Linked DNA regions of Sus scrofa: all the other regions are linked to region 1. The links are chromatin contacts, called in public Hi-C and HiChIP or PLAC-seq maps. All regions are on one chromosome and are shown on one strand. Each heading gives the region's core, a stretch centred on a gene start, on an enhancer-like site or on the middle of the called end of the contact. The rest is flanking DNA. Distances are from core to core; before and after follow the strand shown. Region 1 holds the start of PLSCR3 (phospholipid scramblase 3). Region 2 holds the start of SOX15 (protein SOX-15). Region 3 holds the start of EIF4A1 (eukaryotic translation initiation factor 4A1).

Region 1 (5,140 bases), core at 1,748-4,247:
ACAAGATCATACAGTTAACAAGTCAAAGGAGAACAGGCGTGCCTGCAGCTCAGGATGGAGTAGACAGGCAGGAAATGACCAAACAACAAGAGTGAAGGGCTTCCTGGGCCAAGGCTGAGTCACCTTTGACTTTCCCTTTCCTCACATCCCATTTCCAAGCCATCATCTAGCGCTGTTGGCTCAAAAACATGTTCGGAAACTGGCCCTTTCTCACCACTTCCCTTGCTCCCACTCTGGCGCTCTGGTCGACACCACGACATATCTCGTCAGCTTTTTTTTTTTTTTTGGCTTTTCTAGGGCCGCACCCACGGCATATGGAGATTCCCAGGCTAAGGGTCTAATTGGAGCTGTAGCTGCCTACACCACAGCCACAACAACGCGGGATCCAAGCTGCATCTGTGACCTATACCACAGATCACGGCAATGCCGGATCCTTAACCCACTGAGCAAGGCCAGGGATTGAACCTGCAACCTCATAGTTTCTAGTCAGATTCCTTAACCCTGAGCCACGGTGGGAACTCCTCATCTAGCTTTTTGCAAGAACTTCCATCTGTCCTTGCCTACCCACAGCCTATGCTGGACAAGCAGCTAGAAAGAGAGCCTTCTAACACGGTCATCCTCAGCCTTAGCTGCAATTTAAAATCTTCTGGGGAGGAGTTCCCATTGTGGCACAGTGAAAATGAATCCGACTAGAGCACAGCTCATGGCAACACCAGATCCTTAACCCCCTGAGCGAGGCCAGGGATCAAATCTGCATCCTCATGGATGCTAGTCAGATTCGTTAACCACTGAGCCACGACGGGTACTCCCAGAGGTACTTTAAGGCAGCCCAGATGGTTCAAACTTGTGCCCAGGGTTAGGGACCACTGTTTCAGCTTGTAAATCTCAGGTCACTTCTCTTGCCAAACCCTCCAGCACTTTCCATTTCACCCAGAATATAAGGCGATGGTCTACAGGCCGTATGTGATCTGGCCTCCCGTGACCTCTCCCCTCCTCCTTCATTCCATTCCAGCCACTGGCCTTTAGGGTCAGTGAACAAACAAGGCACACTCCTACTTCAGGGCCTTTGCCCTTGTTCCCTCTGCCTCAAACACTCTTCGCCTACAAGTTCGCCTGGCTTAATCCTTGGCTTCCTTTACGTCTTTGCTCAACCATCACCTTCTTGGTGATGACTTCCTAGTCCATCTATTTTATTTGTTTATTTATTTTTAATTTTTTTTTTAGTGCCTCTCCTGAGGCATATGGAGGTCCCCAGGCCAGGGGTCTAATCAGAGCCACAGCAGCCGACCTACACCACAGCACAGCAACACAGGATCCAAGCCAAGTCTGCGAACTACACTGCAACTCATGGCAATGCTGGATCCTTAACCCACTGATGGAGGCCGGGATCAAACCCATATCCTCATGGATACTAGTCAGGTTCATTTCCATTGAGCCACAATGGGAACTCCCTAGTCCATCCTTTAAAACTACAACTCCTGGAGTTCCCGTCGTGGCTCAGTGGTTAGCAAACCCAACTAGCATCCATGAGGACTCGGGTTCGATCCTTGGCCTCAATCAGTGGGTTATGGATTCCGAGTTGCTGTGGCTGTGGTGTAGGCCGGCAGCTACAGCTCTGATTAAACCCCTAGGCTGGCAGAGTTCCTGTCGTGGCTCAGTGGTTAACGAATCCGACTAGGAACCATGAGGTTGCAGGTTTGATCCCCAGCCTTGCTCAGTGGGTTGAGGATCCAGTGTTGCTGTGAGCTGTGGTGTAGGTCACAGACTCGGCTTGGATCCCACATTGTTGTGGCTCTGGTGTAGTCTGGCGGCTACAGCTCCCATTCGACCCCTAGCCTAGGAACCTCCATATACTGTGGGAGCGGACCAAGAAATGGCAAAAAGACAAAAAAAAAAAAAAAAAAAAAAAAAAGAGAGAGAGAGATCCCTAGCCTGGGAACATCCATATGCTGCAGGTGTGGCCTTAAAACAACAAAAAGACCAAAAAAAAAAAAAAAAAAAAGAGAGAGAGAGAGAGTTCCCTAGTGGCCTAGCAGTTAAGGATCCAGCATTGTCACTGCTGTGGCTCAGGTTCAATCCCTGACCCAGGAACTTCCGCATGCCATGAGTGTGGTGGCCAAAGAAAATTGCAACTCCTGTCCACCATTCTCTATCTTTCTTACCTGCTCCATTTTTCTTTATAGAACCTGTCACTGTCTGACTTTAGATGTATCTAAGGTACATTATCTGTCTCTTCTCTAAGATTAGAAATTTTAATTTTTTGAAAAACTGCTATATTTTCCTATCACCTTAAATGCTGTCTGAAATATAGTTGGTGCTCACTTAATCTCTGTTGAATAATGGAATTTCTATGTGTTTGTACATTTTGGTGGAGGCTGCTGCATAGTTGGGGCTGGCTAGAATATGAGGCAATGAAGGGTACCAGGGGAGAGGCGAGGCACTTGAGTGTGATGCAGATGATGACTGAAGCTGTTGGACCAGCCCAGAACATGGACATGGGGAAAAGGAACCACCAAATCTGCTTCTCCCTATGTTCATCTTTTTGTCTTTTTAGGGCCGCATCTGCGGCATAGGGAGGTTCCCAGGCTAGGGGTCCAATCAGAGCTGTAGCCGCCGCCCTACGCCACAGCCACAGCAACCCAGGATCGGAGTAGCATCTGTGAACTACACCACAGCTCATGGCAACAGCAGATCCTTAACCCAGTGAGCGAGGCCAGGGATCAAACCTGAAACCTCATGGCTCCTAGTTGGATTCGTTTCCACTGTGCCACGATGGGAACTCCCTTTCTTTCCTTCCTTTTTTTTTTTTTTCCTAAGGGCCGCACCTGTGGTGTACAGACGTTCCCAGGCTAGGGGTTGAATCTGAGTTACAGCTGCGGGCCAACTCCATGGCCTCAACAATGTGGGATCCAGGCTGAGCCTGTGACCTACACCACCACAATCAGGCAATGTCGGATCCTTAACCCATTGAGTGAGGCCAGGGATCAAACCTAAGTCCTCATGGATACCAGCTGGGTTCTTAACCTCCTGAGCCACCACGGGAACTCCCTCCCCATGATCATCTTGACGGATGAGACCTCCATCTACTGGTCACCAGACACATGAGGTCATCCTGAACTCCTCACCTCCACATCTCATCTCCTCAAAAACTTCTATATTATTATCTAAATATCTCTAAAATCTGCCACTTTTGTCCACCCACACTATCACAGCCATCCTCTCCCCAGACTACTACAACCCACACTGGGTGCCTCTCGTGTGTTTAAATGGCTTTCTAAAACATTCGACTTTCTCCCTCCATCTGAAAATCCTTCAGTGGGCTCCCTGCTGCCTTTGGGGCCAAATCCCAGCTCGCACAAGGCCTTCTGGGCCCGTGGGCCGGACTCCCTCTCTAAACTCATCTCCTGTCACTCAGCCTATAGCGCCCTGAGGCGCAGAACTTCCTCACACCTGCGGGCCTGGGCTCAGGACCCAGAGCAAGCGAAGGATGCGACTCTTCTTGGGGGAAGCCTTCCCTGCTGACAGCGCTGCCTCCTCTGCTCCCGCTGAGCCTCATTTTACATCATTACTGACAGTCCGGTGGCCTGTCCCCCGAGTGGCTGGGGGCGCCTGAAGGAAGTGCTGTAATTTCAAGGTGTCTTTGGGGGTCACTGCTGCGTCAGGGAGAGGAGACTGACGAGGTAGTCCCAGGGAGGCAGAAGGGGAGCCAGGAGCCGGTCCTAGGAGCCAACGGATGAGTGTTCAGGGTGTTCCGCTGCGTCAGCGAGGCCCGAACCGCCCTCGGGAGGAGGAGCCTAGGGTCCAGCGCCGCGCAAGCCGCCCTCGTTCCCACCAAGGGGCACTGAGGACTCTGCGCCCGCGGACCTGGCAAGGGTCGCAGAGCTAGGTCTCACCCAGCTGCCCTCCCAGGCGAGCTTCTCTCTGGGCTTCTGCATCGAGCGGAAGTGGCGGGGACGCTCGCCAAGCCGCGGAGCCAGGGGCCTGGGGACCGAGGCCCCGCAGGAGAGCCGGCACTCTTTCTGCGCAGGCGTGTCGCTCAGGCCGGGAGGGGCGGGGTCTGGTAGGGGCGGGGGCGGAGCCAGTTCCCGGGCCCGCCTCCCCTAGCTCCCCGAGCCGCCGAGCGCTGGGCGCCCCGGCTGTTCTAGGGGCTTCAGGTGAGCTGGGGGCGCTGAGGGGTCCGGAGACCTCCCTCGAGGTCGGGCCGTCGGTCTGACCGCGGGCCCATCTGCCTGCCGTCTGCCAACAGCCGCCTCCGCGGAGAATGGGAGAACAAAGGGAGGGGGCGGTTCTGGGGCCCCTGAGGGAAACCAGGGTCCCAGGGCCTCCGCCCTGCCCGCTGACACTTTCGGTTTCTCCCCGAGTCAGACGCGCCGCCCTGGAGACCCTGGGCCGGCGGTGGGCGCAGCTGCCTCTCCGCGTTTGCCTGTCCGTCTTTGTGTCTGTCTCTGTGTCTGTCTGGCTGTCTCCGAGCTTGCCTCCACTTCTAGAACTAAGCCTCCGGGACACCGACATCCCGCGAACCCTCCCCCGTCTCCCATGGCAGGTAAGTGGGTGCAAGGCTGAGGGTCTCCGTTATCCCCTCACGGACTTGGGAGCCCAGTGTCGGACGCATCCTCCGGGAATGTGCTCGGACTGGCTGTGTGGGGCCCCTCCCTTCCTCCCAGGAAGCCGCCGCCCTGCTCCCCCGCCCCATCTTTCTCCGTCTCTTGCCACCACATTTCCCTCCACTCAGCCTGGCAGCCCGCGGGCTAAGGGGTAGAGGGGTGAGGTGGGGAGGCCCCTTCTAACCTACTCCTGTCCCCCCACAGGCTACATACCCCCCAAGGGCTACGCCCCTTCGCCCCCACCTCCCTATCCTGTGACCGCTGGGTACCCGGAGCCGGCGCTGCATCCTGGGCCCGGGCCCAGCCAGGCGCCAGTGCCTGCCCACGTGCCTGCCCCAGCGCCCGGCTTTGCTCTCTTCCCCTCGCCCGGCCCTGCGGCCCCGGGGCCAGCTGCCCCCTTCTTGCCAGTGCCCGGGGTGCCTTTCGGCCTCGAATTCCTGGTGCAGGTGAGTGGAAGGAAGGGAGGGAGGGGTGAGGGGGCGGGGGGGGTACCCAGGCGTCTCGATCCTCCAGCTGACGTCTGCGCGGCCCCTACT
Region 2 (5,140 bases), core at 712-3,211, 160 kb before region 1:
GCCTGCCCCCCGGCCCACCTCGAGATACAACTCTTCGTCTATCAGCTCAGGTACCAGAAGCAAACAGCTGGGTTTGTGAATGTGCGCCAAAAGGAAGGATGCGGTGATGGCACCTGACTCCTAACTCTTCTTCCTCTAACCAGTGCTGAAAGACCCAGACAGTAATCCCTACAGCCTACTGGACACATCTGAACCGGAGCCCCCAGTTGATTCAGAGCCAGGGGAACCCCCCCCAGCAAGTGCCAGGCGCCGCCGCTCCCGCCGCCGCCGCACTGATGAAGACAGGACTGTCATGGATGGAGGCCTAGAGTCTGACGGGCCCAGCATGACAGAGAATGGCCTGGGTAAGTAAGGGGTGTACCTGGGTCCGAAAAATTAGAACTGGGCAAGAATTGAGAGGTGGGAGATTGATGCACAGCTCTTGTTTTTCCCTGCCCCACAGAAGATGAGTCAAGACCCCAGCGTCGTAATCGGAGCCGCCGCCGCCGCAACCGTGGTAACCGGACTGATGGTTCTGTCAGTGGAGACCGTCAGCCAGGTCAGCCAGCCCTGGGGCTCAGCTCCTTCCTCAGAGAACAGGCTGCCTCCTAGCCTGTGAACTCTCGGGCTTGGGGTTCAGTGGTCGGGTACCTGGGTCCCTTCTGAAACTCGGTCCTCTGCCTTCCCCAGTGACTGTGGCTGACTATATCTCCCGAGCAGAGTCTCAGAGCCGCCAGCGGCCACCCCTGGAACGCACTAAACCTTCAGAGGATTCTCTTTCAGGACAGAAGGTAGGCAAGCAAGATGTAGTTCCCCCTACCTCCTTTTTTGTTGTTCTAGGGCAGGGGGGGCACAAGAAAACTGCCAAAGAAATCTCTTACTAAATTGCAGAGAAGGTGTGTCTGACGGAGTGTAGGCTGCATTTAGAATACTGGAAAGTTTCAGTAGAGGAGAAAGGAAAGTTGGGTTCTTATTTTCTGGATCTGAGTAAATGTGACTAGAGTCCCATCAGGTGAACCAACCCCCGGGTCAGCGGATGCCTGGCGCAAGGGGACGGTAGGGGCTTGTCGTTACCTGGATTTCTACTGACCCTTCTCTTTTCGTCCTCTCCGTTTTCTTTCCCATTTCCCCCTCAGGGTGACTCTGTCAGCAAGCTTCCTAAGGGCCCCTCAGAGAATGGGGAGCTCTCCGCCCCCCTGGAGTTGGGTAGTTTGGTGAATGGGGTTTCATAAACCCTCCAGCCCGCATCCCTCCCTTCTCCATCTCGCTTGCTGCCCAACACCATGGCCCTCACAGGCCCGACTGACCTGCGCTGGAGCTGCTCTTATCTAGGGGGGAGGGGGGTGGCACAGCAGCTTGGGTCCCCCCCAACCTCCAGGAGCTAGTGGAGGGGTGTGTAACAGGGTCATACCCCCTCCCTCTTGTCCACCCTACCCCCAGGGTAAGGGGAGCCTCTCTCCTTCCCCATCAGACTGGATGTGCCTTTATCCTCTAATGCCCCAATCTCTCTCTGAACACCCCCATTCTCCGCCTGTTGGTGCGGGGTGCTCCTTGACCCACCCAGATGTGACAGTTCAGGGGGGTTCCCCTGCTATCCCTACTCCCGTCCTGTACCCCCCATTTCTGGGGCCTCATCACTGTGGAAGACGGGGATAGTAAGGGTCTAAGTGGGTGGGAGGCATGGGGAAGGTTTTGGAGTAGAACCAGGGGTGTGTATGAAGGGGGGTGACAAGGTCCCCCAGGGGAGGGGGGACCAACCTTGTCTGGTGGATGAGAAGGCGTATTTATTTTTCACTGTACAGTATTTAAAAAGAGAATAAAAAAATCCAAATGGCTCTCTGGTTCTTGCGCCTTCCTGTGCCAGTTTGGTCTGTCTGTGTAGGAATGACCTGCCCTGGCCCCTGGCCCTCGTTTCCTCTATCTCCACACCTGATTTCTCTAGCATTCCAAAGATGGTCTCCTTCTGGGAATTTCTGACATTCTTCAGATCCCCAGGCCCAGGTACCCTCCTGGGTCTAGAGGAGAGTGGCTTGCTGCCTCTCCCCTCCCTCAGGTGTGCTGGTAGAGGGAGCTGGGCCACTCCTATACCCTGAGTCACGACGGCGGGCCAGGTAGAGCTGGAGCTCTTCCTGCCAGGAGCTGAGAGCCAAGGCAGGCTGCTTAATCGGATTACCTGAGGCCTGGGGCTTGGGCTGGGCCTTGGGCAGAGTGGGGAGCAGGGTTCCCTCGCCCACAGCCCTGAGACCTGGGTGTCCAGCCCTCATTCCTCCTGCTTCTCTGCTCTGGATCCAGGCTTTTTTCTCCAGCATCCACGTCACTGACCTCTCAGCCTCAGGAGTCGTCCCTGCCTCCCTAATTCTGAGGTTTGGAGATAAAATGTGCAGTGGAAAAACCTGGGTTTGGGGGCTGTGGCTGGGAGGGTTTAAATTTTCTCACCTGGAAAGGGCTGCAATTGCCAACCCAAGCACCTGCTGGGATGACTCAGGAAACAGAAATGGCCTGCCTACCTCCTGACCGCCTGGCTATTTTGCCCCGGGGCACAGGTCAGGGGTTTGAGAAGCAGTAGGCCTCTGAGAAGGGGTGGGAGTGGGGGTGGGGTGTTTCACCTTCCTCCCAGCACAACTCTGACCCTGAGGGCTTTTGATCCCCTGGAGCTTGATCCCTTTGTGCAAAGGCATTGACTTTAATTTGCCAGTGCTTAAGAAGGGAGGGGAAGCTGTTCGAGCTCCCGGGGCTGGAAGGTCTGACTTCTGGGTCTTGGGTGGGGAGGGGGCGGGGTGCCCTAAGGGGGAGCGTTGGGGGCTGGGAGGAACGGGACACCTGGGTTCGCCTAAGGGAGGGGGATGTTGGCGCCCTCGAGGAGGCGCGGCCCACTGGGAGGGAGTGGGGAGGAGTCAGTCGTTAAAAGCTGTTCCCGGCTCTGGCCCACCCGCCAGCCACAGAAGCTGCGGCCAGGTGAGCGAGGCCTTAGGTACCCGGGCTGCGCCGCCTGGCAGCTGCGGGACTCCAGAGACGAGAGCGTGAGCGCTTGCCGCCTCCACCGAGCCCCGGGCCGGTGGCCAGCAGCGGGTACGGGGAGCGGGACAGGTCGGGGACCTCGCGGCAAGCAGGAGAGGAGAGCATAACCTGGCCCGGACAGGGTACCAAGAGCGGATTTCGCGCCCGACTCCCCAAACGTGCCGGATTGGTTGGGAGCAGGAGCGCCATTACAAGGACTCTGAACTTGGGGACGACATATACTTTTAAGGACACGAGTTTCTCTGTAACGACTCCGGGCTAGGAAGGCACTTCGGGTTTGGGGATCAACGATTCACTTTGGAGGCGAGGGCGTGTAGGACGCCCTCTTAAGGCTTCCCTCCACCCTCCCATGGCGCTACCCGGCTCCTCTCAGGATCAGGCCTGGAGCCTGGAGCCTCCCACTCCCGCGGCCCCGACCTCCGCATCCTCGGGCTCCCAGGAGCGGGAGGGCGCCGGGAGCCCAGTGGTCTCCGGGGGGCTTCCCTTGGAGAAGGTGAAGCGGCCCATGAACGCGTTCATGGTGTGGAGCTCCGCCCAGCGCCGCCAGATGGCGCAGCAGAACCCGAAGATGCACAACTCCGAGATCTCCAAGCGCCTGGGCGCGCAGTGGAAGCTGCTGGGCGAGGACGAGAAGCGGCCCTTCGTGGAGGAGGCTAAGCGGCTCCGGGCCCGGCACCTGCGCGACTACCCCGACTACAAGTACCGGCCCCGGCGCAAGACCAAGACCTCGGGGGCCGGGTCAGCCCACTTCGGCCAGGGAAGCAGCGGTGTGGCTGGCGGCGGGCCGGTCTGGGGGCCCGGGTACGCGACTAACCAGGGGAGCAGAGGCTTTGGGTACCAGCCCCCCAACTACTCGACAGCCTACCTGCCTGGCGGTTACGGGTGAGTACTCAGGGAGCGGGGGAGGTCGCAGATGCTTTTGCCCCCGTCAGGGAGCCTGGCTGGCAGGGGCCCCGAGTACACCCGTGCAGAGGACACTCCAGAGGAGTCTGGGAGGCTACCCGTGAAGGGTGGGAGAGTTCTGGGGAGCCAGGGTCTTCCTAGACGACGTCTCCATCTCAGTCCGGCGGTGGCACCTCAGCACCCAGGATGTGACTGTTCCAGTTACCTGAATTTCTCGTCCCCCCGCCGTCCCCCTCCCGCACCGCCCCCCCCCCCTTCTGGCCCTCGTGTGACCCGGCTTCCTCTCCCAGCCCCCGGGGCAAGGACAGGCCAAGCCCAACTCTGCCCCTTCCTGGCCTGCCGCCCCAAGAGGAAAACAGCCGCGCAGCACGCAAGCTGGCTTTTGAGCGTGCCCCAACACGGTTGCAGCGCTGCTCTAAGCCATCCTGGGGTCTGGTTCCCGACCTGCGGTACCATATGGGGCTGCAGTGGCCAGGGGTGGGTGGGTAGGTGGGTGACAAGGTCTACCTCTGTGCAGAACTGATGAGACCCATCCCTGCAATGCCAGTTGGGGGCCCTGCTTGGCACCTCCAACCCAAGGGAGCAGTCACCTTCTAACCCCAGTGTTTCTCTTTGCAGCTCTTCCCACTGTAAACCGGAGGCCCCTTCGCCGTGCTCCCTCCCTCAGAGTAACCCCAGGCTCCAGGGTGAGCTGCTTCCCCCCTACAGCCCTTACCCACCCCCAGGCTCTCCCACTTTGTATAACCCTCCCCTCTCAGGGGCCCCTATGCCTCTAACCCACCTCTAACCCTCATGGACAGAAATGAACCTCCCAGAAAGGTTTCCACCCTCTTCACCCAGAACCACCTCCCCCCATTCCCAGGTTGCAACCTCTTTGTAACTGGTGGGCCACAGTTCAGAGGAAATGGGCAGTCCCCCCCAAGCCCCTGAAAGCCAGGGGGACCAACACTTCTATTTTTTTGTAGGCTGAACACAGTTTTATACGATTAAACCATGTCTCTGGGTCTTTATTGTTCCATCTCTGTTCCCCTTTACTGCAGCAGGAACCAGCACAGTCTCCACTCCCTTCCGCCTGGACCTGCCAGAGCAGGAACCTCCTCACCCCACCCTGGGGCCCTGCCTGAGTCATTTTTCTGTCCCCCTTCCTCCACCCGCCACTGAGCACTGGGGTCCAGAAGTCTGAGCCAGGCCAGGGTGGGGCGGCAGCCACAAGTCCCTTCCACTGTTCAGGCTCTGTCCT
Region 3 (5,140 bases), core at 1,803-4,302, 140 kb before region 1:
GGGAACCTCCCCGTATGCCACAGGTGTGGCCCCAGGGGGGAAAAAATGCTTATGAATTTATTTTTCCCAACAACTCAAGCACTATTAAACACTCACTTCATAGGCAAGAAAACAGTCAATTTATGAGACAGGTGTCTCTGATCCTTTTCCTCTAAGACCCAGGAAAACAGTTCATTCCATGTGTCCTAGGCATGAAACAGCTCTGGCCACCAACCCAGGCATCAAGCTAGGATGAACAGAGGACTATATACACATCTGCTTTTCCCATGACTGATATAAGAACAACACCACCAATCAGGTGTCTCTTTGCCCATTGCCAGGGGGTTTTGGTCATAGAAGAGCCAAACTTGCCCAGCCAGTCACATTCCACCCAGCAGCCTTCACATCTGACTCAGGAAACGGGTGGAGTAAAGGATGCTTACTGTGCTTGGTTAAGGTTTATAATTAACCTAATAAATCCCAAAAGATCTACAAGTTATCAACTGACTTTGTTTCATCTCTTTCATTCTCTATACGTCAGTTCTTCCAAGGTGGTGGTAGTCGGGGCACATACTTCTGATTTTTGGGTTTTATTATTCATTTCTAAATGAGTCCTTTGGGGAGAGGTAAAATCTCACCTGCTGAGCCAACTCTCTAGTGGGTGCCAGGACCAAGGCCTGGGTGGCCTTTAGATCCAATTCAATCTGCTGCAGAATTGATATGGCGAAAGTGGCAGTTTTCCCAGTCCCAGATTGGGCTTGAGCGATCACATCATAACCTAAAGTGACAAAATGAGAGAGAAATTTAATGGCAGGAAATATTCTTTGGAATCATGGGACACTGAAAAATAACCCACAGAAGGGTCCGTATATGTGCCAAACAGTAAGTGCTTCACAGACTTGATACCACAACACAGTACCAAGGCAGACCTGGAAGCCAGGTGAAGGCAACAACTCATTTAGCATGGCACCCCAAAGCTGGGCTACAAATACAGGTGTAAAATTATAATCTGCCTAAAAACAAGAGCCTGACTTAAATGAAGCCAACAATCCATGTGTCCAGGGCATGAACCAGGCATAGGCACAAACCAAAAGCCAAGCTGGGATAAACAAGGAGTTGCTTTGTCCCTGGCTGATATGAGACAGGCACCACCAACCAGATGCCACTCTACCCAGGCCAGGGACAGCCCATACATTTTTTCTGGGGCAAAGACCTTACCCTTGATACAAGGAAGAATGGCTCGCTGCTGGATGGCAGAGGGCTTCTCAAAACCATAGGCATAGATGCCACGGAGGAGGGACTCCGAGAGGTTCATGTCATCAAAGCTGTCAACAATCTCATTCCAGTTACTCTGTAAGAAGTAAAAAAGAATTAACAGAAATGGGGCTGTGCTCTTGCACTGGAGCAAACAGGACCTTCTCTGCCTGCACCAAAGTTCCAGAACCCACCACCTTCTCCTCCCCAAGGAAGCCAGCTGGTTGGGTCTATGCGGCCTAGAAAACTACTCTGAAGGGACCAGTTACTTGTAAACAGTGAGGTTATATTATAAAGAGGAAAAAAAACATACTTTTGTTGTATATACTCTTACAAAGGATAACGGCGGTAGGGGTCCAACCTTACCTCGATGACGCCTTCGGGCTCCATCCCATCGGGGCCATTGTCTCTGGATCTATTGGTTTAAAATACAAGCACATAGAAATCCTGACCACCAGACTCTTCCTCCCAGCAAGCGGCTTTGCATGCTACCATCAGTCTTCACTCCCGATCCAAGCCCCATGAATTCCGGAAACACAAGAGCAGTTACTTTACAGCCGAGGCCTTTGCCTCATCTCTGGAACTGCTCAGGCCAAGCCGCCTCCCCACCCTGCCCTACAGAAGACCCGGAGACTGGAAGGAACGGCGCTGCGCTGCCCGGGGCGTAGAGGTGGTGCTGGCCGCCAGGCCCACGTGTCTTGGGCCGGGCCGCTCCAAGACCCAGCGCGTGCACCTCCCACTGTGGCCCCAGCGCGCCGGAAGTCCCGCCTTCCACCTCCCAGATGCGAGAGGAGGACATCCCCTTCCCCCCCACGTCATGCCGCCCGCGCCCTCCCCCACTCCCTCCAGCCCATCTCCCCGCCTCGCGGTGCCCGGATGTGGGAGGCCGCGGGCGGTGGCGGCCTCGCGCACAATGAGCCCCAGCCGAGCTAGCAAGGGGGGAGATTGCACAACACTTAAGAGCGAAGCCGAATGGGGGAGGGGAGCACCTCAGGCCGCCATGTGCTCGCCTCCTCGACCACCCGGCGGCGCACCCCTCCCCTCCGGGGAACAATCCACACCCCGCCCGCCCCCGTCGCGAAATGGCGTCGCCCTCCCATACCTCAGGCCGCTCACCCCCGAAGGAAAGTGGACCTGCCCATCCGCAGTTTGCCAATTGCCCGGCTTGTGCGGCAAAATGGACCCGCCCGCCCGGCGCCGGGTGGGCTCCCGGTGCCTCAAGCGGCCGCTCCTCGGGGTTAGGGTCGGTCCTGGCCGTCAAGAAAACCAGCACACTGAACGGCCGGCTTCTTCTCCCGCGACCCATAGCTTCACGCGACCAAGCGACTGAGGATCCAGGCACCCCCACCTTCGGCGAGTGGTACCGTCAGAATCCTCCGGAGTCCCGAGCGCGCGCGAACCCTCCCTCCCGCAGTGAGACAATCTGACCGGCGGCTCCGCGCCACGCACGGCCGCCTCTACCTTCCTTTCTCACAACAGGTCGCGACCTCGCCACCCCACTCAGCGACCAAGCTTCACGCACCACGTCGGTCGAGGCCTCCTAACGAAACTCGCTCGCTGGGTCCCGAAAGCCCGGCCGTCCTCGGCCTCTGCCTAGGCCCTGGCAGCGTCGGCCGTGGACCCGCCCCTAACTCCCCCCACCTCCCCGGACGGGTCCTCCCGGCTTGGTCTCCCCGCAACCCTGGGGGGGCCTAGGGCGGCGGGCCTCAGCTTCCCCACGCCGGGCCCTCGAAAAGGGCGGCAAGGTAAGCAGCCACAGTCTCTTGCAAGTGTCTTGCTTACCGGGAATCCTGACTCGCAGACATGATCCTTAGAAACTAGGGCGGAGTGCCCGCCTATCGACAACTTATAGAGCGCCCGACCCCGCCCCAGCCATCGCATTGGCTTGGCCGCCTCAGCTCCGCCTGCCGCCGCTCGGCAACTAGGCGTGACGTTAGTTCGTAGGCGCCCTGGCACGCGGCCACCATTGGATAACTTGAGCGCCCGTCAAGGTGAAGACCCGCCCCGCAGCCTCATTGGCTAGAGGGCCCGCCTTTCTCGCCGGTACGGAAGTGACATACTGGAGTCGGGCCTCGAGGCCTGGCAGCCATCTTGGGGCCCTGCACCCCTACACGTGCGGAGGCGAGAGTGCCTCAGTCATGTGGCCTACCAGGCCCTATCACGCAAGGGGGGCGAGGTTTCAGCCTCCAGGGACTTCCGGGCTCCCGGGACTACCACTACCGCTACCCTCTGTTACAGGTGTCCACCAGACCACGTTCAATTTTGTTCTCTCCTGCAGCAAAGATAAATCGGACACCAAGCCCGAGGTGTTCCAAGCGTACAGGGGGCTGAAGTCAGGATCCATTACCCAGCGGCTGGGACGGTTCCCCTGGCTGGAGGGAGGAGGGATGGAGTAATTGACTTGTGGGCTTAGGGGCTTTTGAGGTTGCTGTCAGGAATCCTGGCCGGCTCCCTTAAGTGTCCTGTTTCCCCAACTTTAGGACCCCTCAAGCGCCCTTATTTTTGAGGTTTACCTACTCTCCCCTCCTTCCAGCCCTGGCTCCGCTAGCTGGAGGATTCTTTTGAGGACGTGGCGTTGGCATTGTGTGAGCCAGGGATGGAAAACTGGCCCCTTAAGTCTCAAAACCCAAAAAGGGTAGCTAACAGCACTGGCTGGAGGAAAGGCTGAGAGCATATCCACTAGTTTTGCGGCCCCTAAAGGAAGACCACCACTATGTATCTCCAAAGGATCCTTTATTGACCAGAGCAGGACCATGGCATATATATATATATGTATATATATATATAAAAGTTTTGAAGATCTGGCAGGCAGGAATCCCATTGTCCGCCCACCACCCCCAGCACAGATTTTCCTGCCCCGTCCCCCACCCTGCACATGAAAGGGAGATGACTGCCCCACCCAGGCCACAAGGCCATACTCCCCTGCAGACAGAGGGTGAAAGGGGATATTCCATGGCCACCCCCTGAACATTAGAAATCAACAAGTATTCTCTCAAAGAAAAAAATACAGAAATCAATTAAAACATTTAAATATGAAAAACCAAAGGGAATTGGGTGGGAAGAGGCAAGAGAGGAAAGGAATTGGAGTTTCTTGGGAAGGAAGGATCTCCCATGTCCCCCTGCCCATTTAACGAATGGGCTTGAGGCCTGGGATACGAGGCTCACACAGTGAGTTTGCAGTGACACAGCTCCTTGTAGATCTGTCGACGAAGTTTGGGCATGTCCTGCTGGGTGAAGCTGAATGGCTGAGACAGGGCCAGGTGCTTGCAATACTAGGTGTTAACAAAGCAGGCCATGAGAACCACCTACTGAGCATATACCCCCAAGTCAGGATCCGTGCGACGTATTTCATATGACACACATTTCACTGGATCTTCCCCAAAACATTCCCATTTCACAAACAAAGGAAACTAAGGTCCCACCGAGTGGTGCTCAAAAGGAAAAAAAGTCTGACTCTAAAGCCAATGTTCCTCTTTGGGACATGAGATACCCAGTGTTAACAGAAAATGCTTTGCGTTAAGCAGCAGGAGGAAGCTCTATCAGGGCCAGAGACCAAGGACCACAGACTCAGTTTCAAAGAGGCACGGAGAAGCCCACGAGAGGACCGATGAAACCCGGGTTTCGACATCCTAATACATTAGGTTACTCCCCCTCCATAAGTGGCTGTGAACCAAATGAGGGCTGCAGACCAGCTCCCGCCTCCCTCCCAACCCTTAAACCCAACTGGCATCTGCTTACCTGCAACACAAAGGCGCCACAGTCACTGTCATTATTCTGCCTGGCCACATTCTAGAGAATACAAAGAAGGTCAGCTCTTTACCTGGAGACCCTAGGGGTATGGTTTCAACTTCTGCCTCCTACCATGCTCACCACCACCACCTCCAACCTTCCTCTAGAAACTTACCAT

The links. A called contact is a pair of places that touch in the nucleus more often than the background predicts. HiChIP or PLAC-seq counts read pairs in DNA pulled down with a chosen protein or histone mark.
Region 2: an H3K27ac HiChIP or PLAC-seq map of alveolar macrophages shows a contact between it and region 1. The contact joins the promoter of SOX15 here to the promoter of PLSCR3 in region 1. A contact is called at or near these places in 2 of 5 promoter capture datasets (fetal skeletal muscle and liver), 5 of 47 Hi-C or Micro-C datasets (embryonic fibroblasts, heart right ventricle, liver and 2 more) and 2 of 2 datasets of contacts at active chromatin or transcription factors (alveolar macrophages and skeletal muscle).
Region 3: a contact with region 1 is called in a Hi-C map of embryonic fibroblasts, with 2.5 times the contacts expected there. The contact joins the promoter of EIF4A1 here to the promoter of PLSCR3 in region 1. A contact is called at or near these places in 2 of 5 promoter capture datasets (fetal skeletal muscle and liver), 6 of 47 Hi-C or Micro-C datasets (embryonic fibroblasts, epiblast stem cells, heart right ventricle and 3 more) and 2 of 2 datasets of contacts at active chromatin or transcription factors (alveolar macrophages and skeletal muscle).

Annotation. Positions count from the first base shown.
Region 1 is chr12:52,722,427-52,727,566 of Sscrofa11.1, reverse strand. PLSCR3 (phospholipid scramblase 3) reads left to right here and starts at 2,997. Exons shown (of 7, transcript XM_021067824.1): 1 at 2,997-4,543; 2 at 4,809-5,050. The coding sequence starts at 4,537.
Region 2 is chr12:52,882,606-52,887,745 of Sscrofa11.1, reverse strand. It overlaps SOX15 (protein SOX-15), which reads left to right and starts at 1,961. Exons shown (of 2, transcript XM_003131946.4): 1 at 1,961-3,879; 2 at 4,519-4,906. The coding sequence starts at 3,347. The coding sequence ends at 4,687. FXR2 (fragile X mental retardation syndrome-related protein 2) reads left to right here. Exons shown (of 17, transcript XM_003131974.5): 13 at 1-50; 14 at 144-344; 15 at 443-538; 16 at 670-770; 17 at 1,116-1,814. The coding sequence ends at 1,211. It overlaps MPDU1 (mannose-P-dolichol utilization defect 1), which reads right to left. Exons shown (of 7, transcript NM_001044619.1): 7 at 4,892-5,140.
Region 3 is chr12:52,866,391-52,871,530 of Sscrofa11.1, reverse strand. It overlaps EIF4A1 (eukaryotic translation initiation factor 4A1), which reads right to left and starts at 3,052. Exons shown (of 11, transcript NM_001100196.1): 1 at 3,016-3,052; 2 at 1,600-1,648; 3 at 1,198-1,330; 4 at 618-757. The coding sequence starts at 3,038. It overlaps SENP3 (sentrin-specific protease 3), which reads right to left. Exons shown (of 11, transcript XM_021067831.1): 9 at 5,138-5,140; 10 at 4,972-5,022; 11 at 3,948-4,505. The coding sequence ends at 4,395.